Regions from separate parts of the Mus musculus genome. Here region 2 is linked to region 1. Evidence: chromatin contacts called from public capture Hi-C data. All regions are on one chromosome and are shown on one strand. Each heading gives the region's core, a stretch centred on a gene start, on an enhancer-like site or on the middle of the called end of the contact. The rest is flanking DNA. Distances are from core to core; before and after follow the strand shown.

Region 1 (5,301 bases), core at 673-3,172:
TTCAAGCTCAGATAGTGTACAGCAGGAAAGACAACAGGTAAACATGGATACCCTGGAAGCTACGCATATATGCATCCGAGCATCCTTGGGAGGCCAGGTTCCCCCACGATTCCTCAAACATTCCCAGGGGGAAGGGTCATTTGAATCCAGTCCCAGAGATGCCACCTAAGTGTTTGCCCTGCAAGGACTGCTCTGTGAAGGTTTGCTGAGGGAGCTGGGATTTATTCTTCTTCTTCACTGCCTGGTTGACACCTTGGATGTGTGTCACATGTTCATCTCCTTATCTTATAAGGATGTGTCCTTGCTACAGAGTGGGCAAACTAAGCTCAGACTAGGAAGGAATGTGGCCACAGCACAGCCACCTTTCCCAAGGAAAGCACCGCAGACAGGTGCCTTGGGGTAGGGCTACAGAGTCTGTCCCCTGAGTCCTTGCTCTGCCTCCACTTCAGTATCTGTTCTTTGCCTGCCCTCACCCTTGGACTCTTGAATGAGGCTGACTGGGCAGGTGTGAGGCAGGGCATTGTCCACAGGCTCAGTAGCTGGGCAGAGCTGAGCTTGAAGATTGGCGTTGCCTCTTGCCAGGCGCGTGACACACTCCTCTCCTCCCTCTGCCTGCTCCCCTGTTAGGAAACCGAGAGGATAATGGTTCCCTCGTGGGGTGGTGAAGAAGATGAGGGAGTCTAATAGTTCCTTAGTGCCTGGCCCACACAGGATGCTCAGGGAATATTTTGGTTGCTATCCTTGGTTTCCGTTCCCCCGTAGGAATTATAGACAGGAAAAGACCTCGCTCTGTAACATCCTGGGGAGACTCTCCAAGGACTTTGCCTTCTTCCCGACATGACCGCAGCATGTGAGAAGTGGGTGCTTAGCGTGTGTCACCTGATAAACATCTAGAGCAAGCCAAAGGGCTTGGGAGGGCTGGGAAGAGGGCACAGCTGGTACAGAGCTTGTCACGCAAGTGTGAGGACCTGAGTTCAGATTCCCCCAACAGCCACATAAACAGCAGGGCCCAGTGTGCACCTGTAATCCCAGTGCTGGATGGGTAGAGTCAAGAACATCCCTGGAGGTTGCTGCTCTCCAGGTTCAGTGAGAGACTCTGTCTCAAAAAGTAAGGTGGAGAGTGGCCTGGGGCCTCTACATACATACCACAGTGGGGGTGGGGGTGGGGGAGAAAGGGAGGGAAAGAGGGAGGGAGGGAGTCAGGGAGAGAAACAACAAGCTAAGGACTCCCATAACTACATTAAAGCCCCTGCCATCTGCTGATCACACACCTGGCATCTTTCCTTCAACCCCCCAGTTTTTCAGGGCATCTCAGGCTTCTTGTCCGTGTTCATGGAGAGATGACGCCTGTTCACCACTTTCCCTCTTCATCTAAGGATAACAGCTTGAAGAGTGAGCGTCCACACAGCCTTCAGGATCCTCAGACACCTGCTGCTGGGTCTCTTACTTTTTGTCCCCTCGTTTCTGCAATGTCCTCTGGTACTATGTGGGCCTCTGCCGGCAGATGTTTTATAATGCCCTCCTTTTGCCTATACCCCGTGGATATTTTGGTGTCTTCTCTTATAAACTTGCTACTGGAAGTTACTCCCTCAGTCTCTCCCTGTTCCTCAGAAGTTGGTCATGAGGCAGAGAGAAAGCGTCTGCCTCCCAACCTTTCTGCCTCGTCGTTTCCAGGAATTCCTTTGTCGAGCAAAGAATCTCTTTGTGAGGAGAAGAATCTATCACTTGGGATTTCTGTTCAGGTTTCTCGCAGGAGTCAGGGCCGGGCAGGCAGTTTGTTTGCCCCGGGGCCCAGTGAGGTCCAACTGAAAGGGCTCCCCATGTGCTCCCAGATCTGCCGATCACCTTTCATCCTTCCGTTGTCTTCCTGTCGGGCACTGGCCCGCCAACATCGATCACGCTGGCCCGGAAGGTGGTGACGGGTTTGCGTTTCTTGCTCCCTGTTTTGTTCCTTTGCTTAGTCAATCGAGTCTCCATGGAAACAGGTGCAGCCTTTGTGTTGCTTTTGCTTTGGGTGAATCAATGCTCCCCCGCCCCCTCTCCTCTTTGGGATCAAAGGGGGAGGTGAATTCATCACAGCAACTGTGGTGGCCTGGGGAGCCAGGCAGGGATTAGTCCTCTAGTCAAGCATCCCCACAACCACAGCGTGGCTGCTGCCGGGTCCACAGTCTCCCTTTCGCCTCCTGAGACCATCGGGATGCCGCGACTCATAAATGCCCTCGTCCCAGCCCCCAGGTTCTCTATTCTCAGGGGCAGCTGCTGGCCACCTGGGGCGGGATCCTGAGTAGAGATCAGCTTGCTCAGCTTCTTTGGTGTGACCTTGGAGGCAAGGCCTTTGACCTTTCTAGACCTTTGAGGCTAAGAGATTGGAGAAGCTTAGAATGGGGGAGAAAGTCAGGCTTTTGGTAGCAGGACTGCATTTGCCCTAAAGAAAACCACATCTGGGTATGCAGTTTTTGTCTTCTGTCCTAGGGCCAATAGTAAATTTACGTTTGGTTCAAACCAGTGACATTCAAAAAACGGCAGCCCATCTCCAAGGAGCAACTTGATAAAAATCTATCCCCCACCCCCCCATCCCTCCCCCACTCCCGATCCACAGCACCTCCCCTTCCCTCTGCTGGTCCAGGGTCTTCCCTGCTGGTGACAACCTGTCAGAGGCCTTCTGTTCCAGGCCAAAGCTCAATGCTTTTGGATACTCAGGGTCTGCTTTGTGTCCTGAGGATCCTCCAGTGTTTCAGGCAGGAAGGGAGGGGCTCCTGAGGAGAGCTGTGAGCTTTCTGCTTGAGCGGCTGGCTTGCCTGTCCTCTCTGTGTGGGTGTGCTGCACACCACTCACTATCCAACAGGTGCACTAGTAGGCTCTGCTTTTAGTAGGAAATCAGGTGCAAATTTCAGTGCAGCCCTGGTGGTGATTAAATCAGCAAACCCTGCCTTATTTATTGAAAAAAAAAAAAAGACTTCCTTCTAATATCTAACCTCTCGGACCATCTGCTTGTTAAGATTAGCAAAAGATGCACGTGACCTCGGGTTTTACATTGTTCAAAAGCCTCCCTTGAGACTGGAGGTGGGGCCACATTGCCTGAAGAGACCTCTAAATGGGGTCTGTGGTAAAGATTAAGTTATCCGTTGCGTGCCAAGTGGCCACTTGAAGCTGCCGCTTTCCCAGGTCTACCCTGAGGGTAAACGACCCTCTAACATCTCCTCTGGAGTCTAACCTAAATCTCTTTTTATTGTGTTAGAAAGAGAGATGATAGAGCGAGTATCCCTCCAGGCTTTCCTCAAAGACCAGGGAAATCTCTCCTCAGCCTTGGCCAAACACACCAGGAGTCCTCGGTCTCCTCCTCCAGTGTCTGCGTTTCCTGTTGGATAAACAAGGAGAACAGTAGCTGCCTCATCGGGCTGTTGTGGAAATCAAATAAAGACTGTGAGATGCACCTTGCCAAGAGCCTGGCATATGGTCCATTTTCAATTACGCCAGCAGAGTCTGAGGAGATTTTATTTCCTGCCTTTTATGTCTCAGAGACCTTCTGCTTTTTCTCCTCCTCCTCCTCTTCCTTCTCTTCCTCCTCCTCCTCCTCCTCCTCTTCTTTTCTTCTTTTCAGCCTCTCCTAGATGAAGCTCCTTGGGCTAAGGGACATCTTCAGACACCCAGAATAGGCCAAGAGGGGCCTCACCCCTCTGCTGCTCTCCTCTAGGCTGGTATCTCTCAGCTAGCATAGCCTGGAATATCCCCTAGGCCTCCTTGATTTACCTGGGGCCTTCAGGGTGGGGATGAGTATACAGAGGACATTCTGGCTACCTTTCTGGTTGGCATCTGTGTGCCAGGGAGACCTGCGGTGTTGAGGAGTCCATCCCAAGTCCCTTGGAGGTTTTGTTTGTTTGTTTACTTTGTGGACATTGCTATTTTTTTGTTTGTTTTGAGATTGGGGCTCGGTCTGTAGCCCAGGCTAGACCATAAGTCGCCATGTAGCCTGGGTTGGTTTTGAGCTGGCCAGGATGTTCCTTCCTTAGCTGTTGTTGATGATGTTTTATATTTCCAAGATTGATTGATTTATGATGGTGCATATGAGTGTTTTGTTGCATGTATGTCTGGTACAAGTCAGAAGAGTACCGTGCATCTCCTGGAACTGGAGTTACAGACAGTTGTGAGGTACCACGTGGATGCCGGGAATCAAACCTGATTTCTCTGAGAGAACAAGTGCTCTTAACCACTGAGCCACCTCTTCAGCTTTGTTTGTTTATTTATTTTGGTTTTGGAGACAGGCTTTCTCCGTGTAGCCCTGGCTGCCCTGGAACTTGCTCAGTAGACCAGGCTGGCCTCAGACTTCTGTTTTGTTTTGAGACAGAATCCCACGTAAGCCTCAAACTTGTGTTTGTCTGATCTATTTATTTTCTGTGTATGTGTGTGTGCCTGAGAACATGTGTGTGCACCATATGTGTGCCTGGTGCCCACAGAGGTCAGGATAGGCACTGTACCCCCTGGAGCTGGAGTTACCCATGGTTAGGAGGAGTCACCGTGTGCATGCTGGGAGCCAAACTCCGGTCCTCACCAGGTGCAGTGTGTGCTCTTCACTACACTCTGCAACCCTACCTGTGCTAAGGGCCAGGATCCCAGCATGCACCACCATGCCTGGCCTTTGTATTTTAATCTCTCTCTCTCTCTCTCTCTCTTTTTTCTACCAAAGGGAAAAGCGGTCGATCCACTTTTTGGCGTTACTATTTTTTTTTCCTTAGTAATAAATATTAGCAGAGAGTGAAACTCAATCACAAAGATTGATAGTTGTCCAAGGTCTAGGAGAAGCCAACCTGTCTTCCAGAATATGGTGTCTTTGGCCTTCTTAAACTCTCACTTGGCAGAAGGCCTAAGGTTCTGAAGCCCAGATGTGTGAAGGAGTGGGGCCCTGTCTACTCTTGGATGTCTGCAGCCCTTTTGGTTGGGAAGTCAGAGTTTTCTCTTCTCTTTTTAGTGAGACCCAAGCCTGTGTCGTCCCCAGCCATTGTTCCTGTTTGCCTTGCTCGCTTGCCTGGACATCTGTTCTGATAATGTTTGCTCATAAATCCTGTCCCCTAGTGCCAGGAGGCTTAGCTGAGGAACAATGGAGTCCACGACCTGCAGCCGAGCCCTCACTATGGTTACGTGACGGTATGACTGCAACTGTATGTGTTTGCTGATGGGTACCCACACCTGCGTCTCAGGCCAGGCAGGGGTGTGTGTGTGTGTGTGTGTGTGTGTGTGTCAGTCTCAGGGGCTGCGGGTGGCAACACTTGGGAGAATTCTTCAGAGTGTTTTCTATAGACTTCT
Region 2 (5,144 bases), core at 378-2,877, 810 kb after region 1:
CCAAGGGCCGGCTAGACAAGGCAACAGGCACTACCTGCTAAATATCCTCCATCCTTAATGTTCTGAACTGACACTAACCTCCTTGATAAAAATCAGAGGCTCAACTCCCCCGGGATTATATGTTAAGATTTCCTAATACAGCGGCAAAAAGTTCACAAACCAGTTGGAGATATTCATCCCAGCGCCACTAATAGCACCAAGAGGCAGGGCGCAACTGGAAGTCCTCCCAGAGGGAGGAGGGTGAGACACCACATCTGCAGGATGAATCACGGGGCCACTTAGAAGAATCACAAACCCCAGAAAATGCTGTGGCCCCTAAGGAAATACAAAGTACACAGAGGAAAGGTGCACCCTCAAACGAAGGTGGGTCTTTTCTTTCACAGAGGCTTCTCTGTAGGGGCCAGATGAAAACCAAAGTTTCGGGGAGCACATCTGAGAATCTAGAAGCCTGGGCCACTGCGGGAGGATTTCCATCGTCCATTTCTGCTCCATCTTCCTGTGCTCCTTTCCCAGTAGCTAGGAGAAACTGCCGGGAAGATCTCACTTTGCGTGTGTGTACGTGCACAGGCACACGTGGAAGCCAGAGGCCACATTAGATGTCTGTCTCAATCGCTCTCCACCTTATTTTTGAAGGCAGGGTCTATCGATGAGCCTGGAGTTCACGAACTCTGCTACCTGGCAGGCCAGGGAGCTCCAGGGATCATCCTGACAAGTATAGGTGTCTAAGTTCAAATCCGCATAGATGCATAGCAAGCACTTTACAAACTGAGCCCTATCTTATGCCCTTATTTAAATATAAGGATGATAATAACAATAATAATGAACAGATCACAAAAATCTTCACCCAGAAACCCTGGAAAAAAGTGGTATGGGGAGCTGAGGCTCAGGGCTTCTCGGTTCCTCTAAGATAAATGTGTCAGCGAGTAAGCTGAAATGACTTGAAAAATAGCTTCCTATCCATGAAATGGCTCACTCGCTATTCACGTGACCTCCATTCTCAAAGATGAGCCGCTTTGCAAAGAAGTTTCTGCCTAAGTCCTTGGAAGGCTGCTAACTAGCTCTTCTCATCTAGGTTAACTGTTTCCTCCTTAACTAGCTCTTCTCATCTAAGTTAACTGTTTCCTCCTTATTTTAGCCTCCTTCCTTGGGGCTCTGGGGAAATAGGGAAGAGCAGATGAGGGTTTTCAGTTACTATCCTTTGTACAGCGACTCCGCCTGAGGGTTAACCTAACCAACAGGCCACACACACACCAGACAACTTCCAGGGCCAGGCAGATGCTAGTGTCCAAACCCCACCCCCCACCCCACCCAGATAAGGAAAACAACTCTATGGTGAAAGAGAAGGCTAGCTTGCAACTTTTGGTTTTTGTTTCATTCTGTTTTGTAGTGGTGGGGACAAGGCCTTGTACAAGGTAGGCAAACTCCACCTCCACCCCCCTGGAAAGTTGAATCCTGAGCCTATGAAATGCAGTGTTTTGTTTTGTTTTGTTAAACTGGTTTCTGGAAAGCCCAGAGAGTACACTGTGGGTAGCAGGGGACAGAGAGGCAGCCACAAACCCAGGACCCCGCAGCTGCCCCACCCCAGCTTTAGTTCTGCTTTTTTGTCCCCAACACTGGCTTCATCTGAAGGCTTCAAAATCACTCAAATCCCTCCACTCAGAACACTATGGCCCAGAGAAGGGTCTGGTGTCCACACCAGCAGGCTCAAGGCTTTCCCACATCCAGGCTCTTCCGGGCAACCACGCGTTCATCAGCTGCCGCATCTGGGATGAGCGCACAGATTACGGATTCCACTCCGGAAATTTTCCAACTAGTGCTACCCGGCAGAGCTGTTTATCTTCAGGCCCCAATAGGGCAGCCGTGAAGATCCTGCAGCAGGCTCAGCCTCAGAATTGTTCTTATTTCACCCACACATCAAGTCTGCAGTGTCAGGCCCTACCTAGGGCAGAGCCTCAGCTCGGGCAGGCCCTTGAGAAGGAAGCCTCGCCCCATATCCCACAGAGGTGAGTACCAGGGTGTCCTAATTACAGGTGAGACCTCAGGAACCTCAAGGTTCCTCAACCCCTCCCTAGAGACTAGTCTTTCCGGTGGGCGAGGCCACCATAGGTGCCATTTGAAGAATGCAGCAGCTCTCTGCCTATCCCTAAACTGTTCACAAGGCCAGGTGGTGGTGGTGGTGGTGGTTGTTTTGTTTGTTTTTTTAACCTTCAACTCATGAGACAGAACTCAGAGTTAAAATACAAACACACTAGGGAAAAGGGTAGAACCCTCACATCCATGCTAAGATACAAAAGACTGGCATGTTATAGTTAGGAATATATGTGTGTGTGTGTGTGTGTGTGTGTGTGTGTGTGTGTGTGTGTGTGTGTGTGTGTGTATGTATACACACACATATATTCACATATACATACACACATATGTATGCAGTAACCAATTAATGAAGAGAGAAGCCATGAATTTGAAAGAGAGCGAGTAAGGGTATATGGGAGAGTAGAGGGGAAGAAACATAATTATATTATAACCTCAAAAATGTTTTAAAACATGGCTTACCTGGGGACTCAAAGTTGGGGCTCAGGACTGTGTGGACAGGAAGAAGGGAGGAGGATTGGGGTACCTCAGCCTTGGCTCAGAACTTTTCAAACACTTTCTTTTTGTAAGAAGCCAACTGTATCACAGACAGCTTTCAGTGAGGGGCCTTGAAACTGTCAGGACTCCATATAAAGAGTCTGGAAGGTAAGGAATGAGCTGAGCACTATTCTAGCACTTGGGAGGCTGAGGCAGGATTGTGATGAGTTCAAGGCCATTGTGGGCTACATAACAAGATCCTATCTCCAGGGGTCCAGGGGTAGGAGAGATGATGGCTCAGTAGTCAAGAGCACTGACTGCTCTTCCGAAGGCCCTGAGTTCGAATCCCAGCTCACAACCATCTGTAATGAGATCTGAATCCCTCTTCTGGAATGTTTGAAGACAACTACAGTGTACTTAAATATAATAAATAAATCTTTAAAAAAAAAAAAAAAAAAAGACCCAGCCAGGCGGTGGTGGCACACGCCTTTAATCCCAGCACTTTGGAGGCAGAGGCAGACGGATTTCTGAATTTGAGGCCAGCCTGGTCTACAAAGTGAGTTCCAGGACAGCCAGGGCTATACAGAGAAACCGTCTCTCGAAAAACCAAAAAAAAAAAAAAAAAAAAAAAAAAAAAAAACCCTAGCTCCAAAAATGAATGAAAGAAATTAAGACCAGAAAATAGGGCTTCCTTTGCTACCCTCTTGCTTTAGGCTGTCTCAGAAGCATGTGACCGCCCCCAGGACCAGAAGGACCAAAATGAGTCAGTCATTGCTAAGCTGGAAACTAAGAACCAAACAATGAGGTTAAAAGGAGACCTGACCTGGAGGCCAGGCGAAGACTTTACTGTACCTGAAGCCACATGACCAGGGGCAGCTCTGAAAAGTTCTTGCAAGGGTTGGTGGCATAATAGAGCCACCAGAACATGTGGGCATCCTTTCGGACAGTCACATAATCCCATACTTCCTTGCCTTCGGGTTCCCGCCAGTCGATGGCAGATCCTGAAACGGAAGGTCAGTGTTACTCCCTGAGGCATTCCAAGGTGGGAAAGATGAGGTGGAGAACTCATGGGGGACAACACGTGGGGAGGTTGGAGATGGCCACTCAGGCCATTCAGACAGTGCTTGATGCTTTAGGTAATCCATCTACCTCAGTATATTGTGCTCATAAGGAAAAGAAAGATATACACACAAAGAGAAGTCAGTAGGGCGTGTTTGTGCACCTCTCTAATCCCAGAACTTAAGAAGCAGAGGCAAATGGATATCTGTGAGTTCAGTGGGGCCAGTTCGGTCTATGAAGTGAGTTATAGGTCTGCCAGGGCTATATAGAGAGACCCTATATCAAAACCACACAACTAGGGGCTGGTGAGATGGCTCAGCAGGTAAGACTGCTCTTCCAAAGGTCCTGAGTTCAAATCCCAACCACATGGTGGCTCACAACCATCCATAACGAGATCTGACTACCTCTTCTGGTGTGTCTGAAGACAGCTACAGTGTACTTACATATAAAAAATAAATAAATAAAACCACACAACTAACACACACACACATCACAACACAACACAACACAACACAGTAAGACCAGCAGTAAAAGAAAATGGCTGAGAGCAAAGCTCAGGTGTGGAATCTGGCCTGACTTGTGCCAAGCCCTGGGTTCAAGTCCCAGCCAAAGTGTGTGGATGGCATGGGGAGTGGGGTGGGTGAGCGTGGGACTAGGGAGTGAGGATCAGGAGTCCACGTCCAGCCTCAGCACACAGTGAGTTTCAGGCCAGCTGGGGGGACAAGAAACCCTATCTTAAAAAAAAAATACTTATGGAAAAAAAAAATAGAAGGAGAAAGAAGATTAAGAAAACCAAAGAGTGAAACTGAGAAAACAGGTCAGACAATAGAGTGTTCACCTCGGAGGCATACAGGCCATAGCTCCATCTCTAGCTGTGTTTGTGCTCAATATCCCAGGGCTGGAGGCAGGGGAATTCTGGGGCTTTCTGGTCAGCCAGTCTGGCCTACTTGGTGTTGCAGACCAGAGAAAATTATTGTCTTTCAAAAAAGAAGGTAGATAATTCCTGAGGGTCAACACATGGGGTTCTCTTCTGACCTCCATATCTATACACACACACACACACATGCACACATGTACGCAATGTCAGGGTGGGGATGCATCTAAGGAAAAACAGGCTGAAAAATTACGGGTGTGGCTGTATCTATAAAATAACATGAAATTAGAGTTCCCTTGGAAATGACTGATAAGGCTCAAGTCCCTCATAATGTAAACCCTGGTGTTTTTCTCCCTTCCCTGGTACAAACTCCTGTTAAAACATAAGGGGTGGGGCTGAAGAGGTGGCTCAGTGGTTAAGCGCACTGACTGCTCTTCCAGAGGTCCTGAGTTCAAGTCCCAAGTGCTGAAAGTGATGGCTCACAACCATCTGTAATGAGATCTGACACCCTCTTCTGGCGTGTCTAAAGACAGCTACAGTGTACTTACATATAATAATAAATAAATCTTTGGGATGGGGTGAACAGGGCTGGATGGAGCGAGCAGAGGTCCTGAGTTCAATTCCCAACAACCACACGATGGCTCAC

Evidence for each region. Capture Hi-C pulls out chosen DNA fragments and counts their contacts.
Region 2: a capture Hi-C map of embryonic stem cells shows a contact between it and region 1, with 3 times the contacts expected there. The contact joins two enhancer-like sites. A contact is called at or near these places in 2 of 115 datasets of contacts at active chromatin or transcription factors (bone marrow-derived macrophages and embryonic stem cells) and 2 of 9 other capture datasets (embryonic stem cells and pancreatic islet).

The regions. Positions count from the first base shown.
Region 1 is chr11:88,137,474-88,142,774 of GRCm38.p6, forward strand. The region is part of intron 1 of Cuedc1 (CUE domain containing 1); the gene reads left to right. Among named protein-coding and RNA genes, the nearest start is that of Cuedc1, 41 kb to the left of the region's middle. Within about 2 kb of position 1,923, at least 128 of the 459 cell types and tissues checked have an H3K27ac peak or open chromatin away from gene starts, as enhancers often do. A contact at or near this core is called in embryonic stem cells, where this site is marked.
Region 2 is chr11:88,948,989-88,954,132 of GRCm38.p6, forward strand. Scpep1 (serine carboxypeptidase 1) reads right to left here. Exons shown (of 13, transcript NM_029023.3): 2 at 3,418-3,566. Among named protein-coding and RNA genes, the nearest start is that of Scpep1, 3.9 kb to the right of the region's middle. Within about 2 kb of position 1,628, at least 81 of the 459 cell types and tissues checked have an H3K27ac peak or open chromatin away from gene starts, as enhancers often do. A contact at or near this core is called in embryonic stem cells, where this site is marked.